2 separate regions of the Hordeum vulgare genome follow, and region 1 is linked to region 2. Evidence: chromatin contacts called from public Hi-C data. All regions are on one chromosome and are shown on one strand. Each heading gives the region's core, a stretch centred on a gene start, on an enhancer-like site or on the middle of the called end of the contact. The rest is flanking DNA. Distances are from core to core; before and after follow the strand shown.

Evidence for each region. Hi-C and Micro-C count contacts between places; a contact is called where the count stands out from the background.
Region 1: a contact with region 2 is called in a Hi-C map of seedling, with 7 times the contacts expected there. The contact joins the promoter of LOC123426572 here to the promoter of LOC123426570 in region 2. A contact is called at or near these places in 6 of 6 Hi-C or Micro-C datasets (leaf, seedling and an unstated tissue) and 1 of 1 datasets of contacts at active chromatin or transcription factors (embryo).

Annotation. Positions count from the first base shown.
Region 1 is chr2H:441,128,201-441,134,513 of MorexV3_pseudomolecules_assembly, forward strand. LOC123426572 (protein TIFY 9-like) reads left to right here and starts at 3,381. Exons shown (of 5, transcript XM_045110432.1): 1 at 3,381-3,791; 2 at 3,878-4,038; 3 at 5,083-5,173; 4 at 5,280-5,337; 5 at 5,908-6,264. The coding sequence starts at 3,668. The coding sequence ends at 5,995.
Region 2 is chr2H:440,903,050-440,909,759 of MorexV3_pseudomolecules_assembly, forward strand. It overlaps LOC123426570 (histone H2A.Z-specific chaperone CHZ1-like), which reads right to left and starts at 4,179. Exons shown (of 1, transcript XM_045110429.1): 1 at 3,363-4,179. The coding sequence starts at 4,069. The coding sequence ends at 3,590. LOC123426569 (probable phosphoribosylformylglycinamidine synthase, chloroplastic/mitochondrial) reads right to left here and starts at 200. Exons shown (of 4, transcript XM_045110428.1): 1 at 1-200.

The DNA of each region.
Region 1 (6,313 bases), core at 2,131-4,630, 220 kb after region 2:
AAAAGTTTTGCAATATAATCTCTGTTGCATAAAAATTTCGTAACACAATCTCTATTATAAATGTTTCTACAACAAGGTCTTTGTTGCAGAACAGAAGAAATGATCATCTCGCCATATCCTACGGCTCGCGAGGCGGCAGATCTTTTAAAAAGATCCGCCGACCGACGCATAGCAGTCCCCTTTATACATACTATCAATACATGAAAAATTACCGTAAAACAATTGTTCTACGGTTTGTAGGTAAAAAGCAAAGAAAGAAACTCAGCACAAACCAAAAACAAACTTTTTCTTGAATTAACCAAAAACAAACTTGTAAACCCAGAACACACGACCTAAATATTGCAGCCGCATTTTTTTCAGTCGAGCAGCCACATCCACATCACCTCAGAGCCACAATCCATTATGATGAAGCTTCATGATGTTGTTGGGAGCCTCCAATTAAGTTATGCAGATTGCTCCAACCTTATTTGTAAAGGTTCGATCACCACCTTCAAGAGCTCCACTAATGGAATCACGACATCTCGCATTGAATGAGGACGTGAGAAGAATATGATGACATTTGATTAAAGGTTTTTCCACCAATTGCTTTGCATAGAAGAGTGTTAGAAGAAAAAAATAGGATGTATAAATTATTTAATATTAATATGGCTTTTGTAAGTGCTTTAATTGTTTGTTTTTCCATTATATATCAAATATTTTTTGATGTGTATATTAGGTGCCCTCGGGTTTTAGTTCTTCCTCACGCCCCTGAAATCTGAGGAGCGGCCATTTTCTTCAAGCATGGAGGTACTTCTACAAAGCTCACCTCAAGCTCCTTAAACACAAGATAAGGGACAATCATGTAGAGCATTCTGATCAGTGGGTAGCGAAAAATATGTAGTAATGAACTAATGATGAGTTCCCCTTTCCCTATATTTTTGTTTTTCTTTCTTTACTTCTCCCGTTTGTATATGGGAAAAGTTTACGTTGAGCTCGCGGATCGCATGCGAGCGATCCGCCGGCTCCTCACTGTGACGCGTGTTTTTTTTTCTGTAACTTCTGTTGCAAAATTTTCCTCCGCAACAATACACACGTTGTAAAACATAAAAACGAAGAAAAACTGGAAATATTTTCTGCAACATTATCTATGTTGCAAAAAAAATTCCAAACAGCACACATGTTGTAAAAATATAAAATTCGCAACACAATCTCTGTTGCAAAAAAAAATTGCAATATAATCTGTGTTGCACAAAAATTTCGTAACACAATCTCTATTCTAAATGTTTCTGCAACAAGGTCTTCGTTGCAGAACAGGAGAAATGGTCATCTCGCCATATCCTACGGCTCGCGAGGCGGCGGATCTTTTAAAAAGATCCGCCGACCGACGCATAGCAGTCCCCTTTGTACATACTATCAATACATGAAAAATTACCGTAAAACAATTGTTCTACGGTTTGCAGGTAAAAAAACAAAGAAAGAAACTCAGCACAAACCAAAAACAAACTTTTTCTTGAATTAACCAAAAACAAACTTGTAAACCCAGAACACACGACCTAAATATAGCAGCCGCATTTTTTCAGTCGAGCAGCCACATCCACATCACGTGAGAGCCACAATCCATTGTGGTGAAGCTTCATGATGTTGTTGGGAGCCTCCAATTAAGTTGTGCAGATTGCTCCAACCTTATTTGTAAAGGTTCGATCACCACCTTCAAAAGCTCCACTAGTGAAATCACGACATCTCGCATTGAATGAGAATGTGAGAAGAATATAATAACATTTGATTAAAGGTTTTTCCATCAATTGCTTTGCATAGAAGAGTGTTAGAAGAAAAAATAGGATGTATAAATTATTTAATATTAATATGGCTTTTGTTAGCTCTTTAACTGTTTGTTTTTTCATTATATTAAATAATTTTTTGATGTGTATATTAGGTGCCCTCGGGTTTTAGTTCTTCCTCACGCCCCTAGAATCTCAGGAGCGGCCATCTTCTTCAAGCATGGAGGTACTTCTACAAAGCTCACCTCAAGCTCCTTAAACACAAGATAAGGGACAAGCGTGTAGAGCATTCTGATCAGTGGGTAGCGAAAAATATGTAGTAATGAACTAATGATGAGTTCCCCTTTCTCTATTTTTGTTTTTCTTTCTTTACTTCTGCCCTTTGTACATGGGAAAGTTTACGTTCAGCCGGCGGATCGCATGCGAGCGATCCGTCGGCTCCTCAGTGTGACGCGTGTTTCCTTCTGTATAACTTTTGTTGCAAAATTTTCCTTCACAACAATACACACGTTGCAAAACATAAAAACGAAGAAAATTGGAAATATTTTCTGCAACATTTTCTATGTTGCAAAAAGAAAAAATTGAAACAGCACACATGTTGCAAAAATATAAAATCCGCAACACAATCTCTGTTGCAAAAAAGTTTTGCAATATAATCTTTGTTGCACAAGAATTTCGTAACACAATCTCTATTATAAATGTTTCTGCAACAAGGTCTTTGTTGCAGAACAAAAGAAATGGTCATGTCGCCATATCCTACGGCTCGCGAGGCGGCGGATCTTTTAAAAAAAATCCGCCAACCGACCCATAGCAGTCCCCTTTGTACATACTATTAATACATGAAAAATTACCGCTATTCTACGGTTTGCAGGTAAGAAAAACAAAGAAAGAAACTCAGCACAAACCAAAAACAAACTTGTATACCCAGAACACACGACCTAAATATAGCAGCCGCATTTTTTTCAGTCGAGCAGCCACATCCACATCAAGCTCGATCTACAGAATCACGAAGGTTGCACCGCATCCACATGCGTTTTTCTTCCTTTCCCGCTCAATCTCGTGACTCCCTTTCATTTCCTCCCAAGATCAGGATGCGAGGATCCCGTGCGCAAATCCACGTGTTAAACGAGCCCAACCAGACGCGCGCGCTAGCGCGTGATTGCCCAGCAGCAGTCAGTGATGGAGAAGAAGCGCTGAATCGGCCACACTACTACTCCTGGTAAATAAAAGGAAAAGAAAGGGACTCGGTGACCAGATCGCGGCGCGGCGCACGCTGTCGGCTCAAACCGGGCACCGGCGTGGGAAGTTTCTCCGCGAGGAAGCAACCCAATTCCCGCTCGTGGCTTAATAATTTCCATTGCCATTGCGTCCCATCAGCCGCGTGCCCATTCACACGCTTCTTCCGACGGACGGAAGACGTGCGCGTCTGCCCATTCCCACTCGTCACGAGCTGTTGGATTTATTTGTTTCTTTGACATGAGCTGTTGGAGTTGTTGGCACCACACGCGGCGACTGATTGGTGGAGGATCCATCCATCCCATTGTTTCGTGTAAATCAAATAAATTACTACTGCCGACGGAGACGGAGGGGTGGGTCGGTCGCTTTCTCGCCGATCGCCATCTAGCTAGCCACCTTTCGCGCGTTCCTACCTGCGCTGCCCAGCAATGGGACTTCATTTGATTTGAGAGACGGCGATCGACGACGACATGGGTCGTGGACTCATGCAGCGGTAGCTCCACACCGGCGACCAGTAGCCCCTAGCTCTCGTTTTATATATAAACCGTGCGCGCCTTAGCCCTCGCACTCCCGATCGAGCGTAACAACAACTCCGCCGGCCCATTGCCCATAGCCACTCCAGACGATCGACCCGCGCGCGGGGCCGCCGTACGTACTCGAGCTTGGAATCGAGCATGTCGTCGAGAGCGCCGCCGGTGGAGCTCGACTTCCTCGGCCTCCGCGCCGCTGCCCTCGGCGAGCAACGCGGCAAGAACACCGGCTCATCCTCCTCCTCCTCCTCCTTGTCGTCCATCCGAGGTCCGAATGTCATATCCCTGCCTCTTTGTGTGCCTGTGTATGCGCGCGTGAATGCTGACTGGAACTGCATGGATGCGTGCGTGCAGGGATGGAGACGAGCGCAATAGCGAGGATAGACCCCCAGCTGCTGCGCCGCGTCGTCGTCCCCCGCTCGCCGGCGACGACGGAAGAGGCGCCTGCGGCTCCCAGTCCCATGACGGTCTTCTACAACGGCTCCGTTGCCATCTTCGATGTCTCCCACCACAAGGTGATTAATTATTACCAATCTCCGCGCCTCTTCCATTTGCTTAGTATTTCTCTTCATTAATTACACTCTCAACTTCGATACGAGATGTACCTAACAGCAATTACAATAAGGTACAGTCAGGCTATAATAATTAAAATACTATATTTTTGCTGAGTTGGATGAGAGAGAAGAGGAAAGAGAAGTGAAACGGGCTCTTCGTGAAGAGCCAGCTCTAGCACGTGCTCCTAGGTGCTTTGTGAAAATGAAAGGTGGGCTATATATGATAAAAATAGTACTATTTTATAGCTAACTATTGTACACGCTAGCTATAAGATGGGCTATAAGACTGTTTATAGCCAGCAGTTGGCTATACTATTAACCATGCTCTAAGGCTGGTCATAGTGGAGAGTATCATATAATAGTATCATGCATATGATACTATCGTATGATACTACCTTTATAGTGTTTAGTATTATAAACTAGTACTCGACTAACAAACTATCATATATAACCTCATTTATTAACATGCATGACACATAGTAGCATAGCATTTAACATGTTACGGTATCTACCTATGTTACTCTAACTCTCTTTCATCTTTAATTGTGTGCCACATTAACATGTTTGTTAGTTTCAAAAACATGATACTACCTAAGTTACTCCCACTATGGCCAGCCTAAGGGTCAGTTTTTTTTGATAGCATTTTTGGGTTTCTAGAATAAGTTGTCCCCTACCCAGCTTATTTTAGAAGCTCAACTAAAAATATTTTTTTAAAGCCTACTAGTAAAGTCTTAATTAATAGGCTTTAAAAAAATAAATTTGGTTGGGCTTATAGAATAAGCTGGGTAAGGGGCAACTTATTTCAGCTTATGTTAAAAGCTAGCAAAAGAACTGACCCTAAAAGCACTGTCCGATGTCCAATTTCCAAAAATGAACTTGCATATTTCTTTTGGTTAGAGAGAATTAATGTATATATGCATATAAAAGTAAGCACATGTAGCAGATGTATGTTATCAAATTCATATACTGATGTGGCCTTGGACATCTGATCAAATATTTTGACAGGCAGAAGCTATAATGCAGATGGCAAGGGACGTAACGTTGGCAGAAAGGCGTGACCTTGGCAACAATACACCTGTTGGAAATTCAAGCAAAGGTTTGTTTAAATAATAACTCATCATGAGCAAACAAAAAATTAAAAAAAAAGTTCGTTGGACGCTTTATAAAGTCGTTGCTTACAATTCTAATATTCATGCTTGCAGACATACCACTGGCAAGAACAAAGTCGTTGCAGCAGTTCCTCGTGAAGCGTAAAGAGAGGTAAACAAACAATATTCTATATGTATATAGGAATTATGTTCTGGCCAAATAATATCAGTTTGTTTCCATGGACAAAACCACAAGGTTAAAGTAATACCAGTACGTACGTAGTTTCTTGTTCTGAAACAAAGTTAAAAGTGCAGGATTAGTTGCTCTCTTTGAACATTCCACATGATGAGAAGAAAAAAATGTCGAAACCGTACGTGTGGGTCCTTGAGCGACCTTGATCGATCGGAGACCACGTTTTTGTTGCGATCGACAGCGGTCGTAATTAAGCTAGCATGCGCATACATAGTTGACTGAGGGTGACATCTCGATCGACATCAACGACCAATTTGATGGACCGACACCTACCAAATCAAACACCACGATTGATCTGCTCACCCAAATCGAGGAAAGCTAATATTTGGTTCGATCGTGAGTATGCATGCACGTATCATCTTTGCCTTCTTCTTTTTCCGTGAGAATATGTCAAAAAGTTGTACTCCAAATCTTCTGGACTGTACGTACGTGTTGACCTAACCAATTCGCCACCCAACTCATCATGCGTGCGGTTGTTTAAACGTGCAGGTTGACCCGCATGGGTCCATACCATCCCGGCGCCACCACCATCAGCGGCAGCTCTCTTGGTGTGAAGAAGGAAGCGGAAGCAGCCTAGCTAGCTTCTGGGCTTGACTGATTAGCTTGATGTTCATTTGGTGCTCTTGATTATAGGGTATAGCTAATTGTTCCGGTGATTACCGGTGTATATTCATGTGTGTGGAAATGGAACTAGGGCCCCGCTTGGTTCACGTGTATTTATATACACTTGTATTTATTTTACAGGTGTATAATACTGGTCTTATTTGATTTTTAACTTGAAAGAAAAACGACCAGTGGAGGTCTGTATATTTTACACCGGTATTGAACTAAGAAACGTCAATCCAATCACGGCCTCGGAGTAGTAGCACTCCAATAGTATAGATGCGTGCAATAG
Region 2 (6,710 bases), core at 2,929-5,428:
TGTATCCTGCAGACCAGCACGCAGTCGGCGGCCGCCGAACTCGCCGCGCCCGTGTCCTTGGCTGCGCGCCCTCGCTTCCTTGCCGGGTCTCGCGCGAGGTCGCCGCGCCAGAAAGTGGCACAGAGCACGAGGACAGCACTAGCGCGAGGGGCGGCGGCGAGAAGGGTGTCCTCCTCCGCTCGTTTTACCTTTCTTTTTTTCCCTCTTCGATTCGATGGAATCGTTTTCCTTTCTCCCCTATCCTGTAGGAATAACTTCCCTTTCATTTTCTAGGCATATTATTCCGGATAGCCCCTTTGCCCGTATGGACTCCACTGATATGTGTCACATGTATAACAATTACTCTTTCCGTTTTTAAATCTAAGTTTTTTAAAAATATATATTAAGGACTATATACGAACAAAATGAATGAATCTACATCCTAATACATATCTATATGCATTCGTATGTAGTTTGTAATAAAATCTTTGAAAAGACTTATATTTAAAAACGAATGAAGTAGTAAATACATAGGTGCTATTGTATTCATGTTTCAGCAAGTTACTTCAAAAATCTAAACTATGGAAGATGACTGAATATATATTCCAACACTTCTCTCACGTCTATGCTCCTTTGGAGTTTATGACGTGAGTAGCGGAAATTGGTGTAGGCCACAAATGATTATTATGTTTATTGGGTCTTAAACTTTGAACTTTTGGTTGTAAGTTTAAGTTTATGCACCTAATCAATTCATCAATCAGTCTGAACTATGAGGAAGGACCGGACATTATACCCCCCTCCCCCCAACCCACACACACGTCTATGCTGTGGGGCAGGCGGGATATTATACTCCAACACGTACAACACATGTTAGGGCTAGTTCTTTTGGCGTTTAAAAAAATAAGTTGCCTTTTACTAGCTTTTTCCATAAACCATCTATCTCATTCAATGAGGCTTTTGGATATGGAATAACTAATTTAGAAGTCTCAAAAAATTTAGAGAATGGCTTGTTCTTTAAGCTGGAGAGAGGTAGCTTATTTTTTAAGCCGCCCAAAAAATGGCCCTTAGTATTGAAATTTATTACAAGATATCATTTACACGTTAATTAGAATATTAACATATAAATTTATGTTTATGTATTAAGTAGAAATAACAATTACGCATTAATTATATAAAAAATTATTGATATTTGGCATGGTAATTTTTTGCAGATGATATTTTGTAGCCTAATATTAATTGCACACTAAACATGTTGAACACTCACCACTGGAAACATATTAATTCAAATGAAAATAAAACATTGATCTACTGTTGAAGATACTGAAGCAGGGATGGCTTCCAGCGGAGAAAAGGGAGCAGCAACTTCAAGCGAAGAAGGGAGATTGCTGACGCTCCTGTTCACCACAACCAAGGGGGCGGGGGTGTCACTACAGATCACGAGTGGACTACTCAGTTGAGAAAAGGAAGGGGGGCAAGTCTAGCGTTGCTATTCAAATACCAATCGATACAGAGCATTTTGGATTTTGTGAAGCACCGTTTACGATGTATTGGAACTGAAACCGGCCCAACCCAAACACAATGTAACGTCTTCGTGAGCCAGTGTAATCGGAAGACAGCAAAAAAGTGCCGTACCAAACACATCGTCATATTATTCTTGAAGTGTACTCAGATACTACAAACTGAACAATGAAGCAAATGGGCAATGATACTATCTTAAACCCATTCTCATGTTGAATGACATTACAAATCAGTAGGCAAAAGCAAATGTGACCAAAACAATGATGAAAGTAGCACTGAATGTCAGCCAAACGCAAAGAGATAACAGTAAAATCTGAGATAAAAGCAACAGTGTGACAAAATATTGTCATTGGTGTGAAGGAGCACTGAAATGTCAGCATAAAAGCATGGAGATGTACACAGAAAGCAGAAATTACCATTAACACAAAAATGAGGTCGGCAACATCTATACAAGTGATAACAGTTTCTCTGATATACTCAGCCTACTTCTTATATTGAACAGACAAAAAAGCTCAACAACCACATATATTAGTTAGATACAGCACAGACACCAATTTCTAGCTACAAGGTAATGTAGCACTCATGGACGATTGCATAGCTAGAGTCAAGAGTTACACTCTATGACGCGTTCACTTATTTGCATCACTGATTCAGGTGACAACATACTTATGGAACTGTGGCACACTACTGACATGTAGATGACAAGTTTATGGTTTATCATTAATGTAACACAACTGACTACACAAGCATCAGTCCTGTATAGTTTCATGCCCTTGCGCAACTGCCTTTTGCAAGAACATGCCACACAATGTCCTTGCCCATGCATGTTCTACCTTTCTAAATTAGCAATATGACAACTTTTTTTATAAGCGACTAAAAATGCAAGTTCTATGAGATAAATCCATTAGGTATCTAAAATAACTGAAATTAAGGCAAATACTTGGTATGTGTAAAAGGCAATGCCCAGTACACTAGAAGCATCACAAGTAACTGCTTTTCTATTATCCAATCATGAACCATTCTAACTTTCTAACCAAGTTAGGAATACAATGATAGCTACCATCGCTATGAATTGTAGTGCTCGAGATGGGTTACAAAGCACTTTGAGTAACAGGAGAACAGATACTTCAACCATTTTTAAGGGCACGGCTAGCTGAACAGTGGTGTCAGGGCTCAATAGACAGCAAGAAAAAAGAACTCACCATGCATGACCTAAAGGGTGCAACTACCAACTACCTGAGCAATCTAGGTTGAATCAACATTAAAAGAAAAGGCAGAGGACAATCTACAACATATCACACAAATAAGAAAGCACGACATTAGAAATGCACAGTTAGGATAACCACAGCACACTGCATACCCTGGCTTAGTCCTATAAGTAGTACACGCCAGAAGATGCAATATTGTTCCCTGACCAATTAAAGGCTAACCCCAACAAAACAACATACATGCTTGAACCTTTTCAGAAATGCTCAGATATGACCTGTTGAGTAACATAGTGACTACAAATGATACTTCCTCCGTTCCATAATTATTGTCGTGGTTTTAATTCAAATTTGACCTAAAATCACAAAGGATTATGGAAAGGAGGGAGTAGTATACCTAACTGGACACGTTTAAGGCCGACAGTTCTAGAACAAAATTGCAATGCATCAATCAAGGACAGCATAAGGCCCTCCAAGCTGTGAATGTGTGAAATCAGGACAATGTTATTCAATTGCAATTGCAAGCAAGACTACAGCTATGTCTACCTGATACAGAACATTCCAACATAGAAGGCGCAATCCACATGCACATCCAAGTCCAAGCACACAGCATGAATAGATCTAATTATCTCAGCGAGAAAGACCAAGGTTGCAGAAACATAATCCAGAAGCACCAGCAGTGATACCTGTTTACTTGATAAAAACACTTAAATTAGGCGATACCTGCGAAATTAAACGTTGATAGTGCATAAGTTCGATAACTAAAGGCCTAAACTGGATGCAATCGCAGAAATGCACTTCCACAAGGGAACAGTTCATAGAAACATTTCTGTGCATCACAAGCGCGAGACGAAGGGATTGCCTAGCGAGTTAGTCGAGCTGCGACCCTAGTCGCTCTCCTCCCCGTCGCCGCTCTCCTCCCCGGGAGCCATGTCGACGTCCGAGTCCTCATCGTCCTCGTCATCCTCCGCTGCCTCCTCTGGTCGCACCAGGTACGCCCCAGGCTGTGCTGGGGCACAGCGGCGGGTCCGAGACGGCAGGATGTTGTTGAGGTCGACCTCGGAGAGGGGATCCTCACATAAGCCGTCACTCTCGTCGCCATCTCCCTCGACCTCCTCGTCGTCGCTTTCCTCGTCATCGCTTTCCTCGCCGCCTTCTTCCTCCTCATCGACCACCATCTTGCCCTTCCCCTTGTCCGCGACCCGGGCCTTGGCCTCGGCGGCGGCCTCCTCGTCGGTGCCGGGGCGGGCGGCCTTGGCTGGTGGGTCGACGGGAGAGATCTCGGAGTCGGTGTCCGTCTTACGCTTGGCCGGGGATGGGAAGGGTTCGGTGGCCGCAGGCTGGGACTGGCCGTCGGCGGTCGCCATCGTGGAGGCGGGAGCGGGAGAGGGAGAGGGAGAGGGAGCTAGGGTTTAAGGACGCGGGGAGGGTGCGAGAGAAATGGAGAGGAGAGGGCGTGGCGTAAAGCCGTGGCCCAATGCCGCCGTGACGGAAAGGGGCGACGCCAGAGAGAGAGAGAGGGTGCAGGGAGATGGGCCTGACATGGGCTTACAATGTATTGTTGGGCCTAGACAAGGTTTTCATTTCTCCGGTACAACTTTTTCCGAGCGCTGACTATTTCTTTTTTCAGAAAACGTTTTTATAAATGGAAACTCAGAGCATCTATACACGGGCTCCCTAAACTGAGACAGACAGCTCGGCCAGTGCCATGTCACAAAAACGTGACCCAGCCGGACTACCTAAACCGGTAGCGAATATTTGGACGGAGCGATACCTCTCAAATCCAACCCAAACCTAAGGCGGATATAGGAAGACACGGACTCCACTCGCATGTCTATCATACCGGACCGGCCCACCAAGACCCCATAAATATCCCCACTCTAGGTGAATGGTAGACAAAGTCAACACACTCCACTTCACATCATCTCTTCCTTTCTCTGTCCATCCCTCTCTTTGTCCCTGTCGTGGGTATAAGCCTGATAGTAGATGTGTAGGGTACAAAAGGATGGACAGAGCCTTAGCTACGACGAGGTTGTATGAGTTCAGGCCCCTCTGCGGTGGAGGTAATAGCCCTACGTCTCGGTGCTCAGGGAGCTTGTTGTCGAGTGGAATATAGAATACAGTGAATTGCTAACCCCTGCACCAGTGGGGGAGGGTGGCTTATATAGAGTGCGCTGCCCTCCACAACGGTCCGGTGTACAGGGGTGGAGTAGTGGCGATTAAATGTCTACGTTACAGGTAACGTACGCCTTAAATGCTAATAAAGGCACATGGAAACGTATGACCGTTTCCCTCCACGGGGGTTACGATGCACAGAGTGGAATCCAGTCGGTTAGTTTGATAAACTCCGAATGCTAATCTCCAACTGGACGGTCGAGGATCTGTTACCGACTGGATGAAGGGAACTCCTTAGTTCAGTCGGAACTGACTAAGGACCTTGTCCCTTATGAGGGGTAGTCCTTGGGTTGGACCTTCAGGGCAGGCCTATGACCCTACCCTAGGACTATAACCCCATCATTAGTTCCCGAATGGATTAGGGTTGGAACGACGAAGCGATGCTTGAATTTTGGATCCGACTGGAACGGATGTGACTTTGGCGTTGCTTGCCTCGATCCATTTTATCTTTTCTGACCAACGATCCGAGTGGAAGTATTGGTGGAACAAACTGTCGGAAACCGAGTGCTTCCAGGGTATCTCCTGACGTGACCAGTCAACTGACAGCGGCGGATTTTCCGGGATCTTCAAATTTCGGTTACCGCGCGCTCAGCGGGGATGACGACATCGCGCTCGAGTAGCGCCTGACGCCTCGATTCCCGCGCCTTCATCTTCTCCACTGATATCGCCGCGGTTGGTCGGGGGATAAGGTTTCGGGGCCACCTGCCAGTGACGCAGTCGAAACCTTACTTAAACCTCAGCGGCGAGGGTTTTCTCGTTACGCTCGCCAGATCTCTCGCCTTTGATTGCTCCGTTCCTCTCGCCTCCTCCTGCGCACCCAAGCTCCTTCCTTTTCCTTCTCCTCCGCGGACGAGCAGCTTCCGCCATGACCAAGGGACAGACTAGCAAGCTGGAGGCGAAAAAGAAGAGGGGGAAGGCGGCGGCTCCTGCGCGGAAGCAACGAACGCTACTGGCGGGGTGGATCCAGGGGAACTTCCTCCCCTCCACGGTGACGGAGGAGGACCTGCTGGAGCTGGTGGAGCACGGGGTGATCGCGCACAAATCATGGAGGTTGCCGGCGGAGGGCGAGACCGAGCCGGCGCTCCAGGAGGGGGAGCGCGTCCTGCTGCTCAGCCACGTGCATCGAGGTTTCTCCCTGCCCCCGCACCCTTTCTTCAAAGGCATAATGAACCATTTTGGGGCGCAGCTCCACCACTTTCCCCCGAATGCCATTGCCCATCTCTCTGCTTTCGTAGTCTTGTGCGAGTGCTTCATCGGTTGTCCCCCCCATTGGGGGCTTTTCAAACATATCTTCTCTGCTAGGTCCCAAACTATCAAACGACTTAATCAATCGGATGATAATACTCACCTTCTCCAGCTCTGTGGGGGTTTAGGCTTCCAAAAGAAGAGCAAAAGTAGTTACCCTGCTCTTCAGCTGAGTGGGTCGGTTAGGAACTGGCAGTCGACATGGTTCTACTGCCAGGACGTTGCTTGCCCGAATGCCACGACAGGGTTGCCTTCTTTTAGCTTAGATCGACCCGCTCCGCCTAAGCAGCTTGCGCTCACGAAGGCGGAGAAGATCGACATCCAGCCTCTGGTCGACGCACTCGTAGATGTCGTCAGGAGGGGAGTCACCGGCATAGATTTGCTGGAGGTTTTCCTCGGTCGGCGCATCCAACCACTGCAGGCTCGCGACCACGCCATGTGGCACTACACGGGGCCCGAAGACTCCACTCGGACCAACGTCTTGGGCGTGACCGAGGAGAAGGTGGCGTCGTGGGTGCTCCAGATCACAGGCGCCTGCGAGAACCCCAGAGGGTCCCGGCGAGTGAGGGCTTTCTGCGCGGACAACCC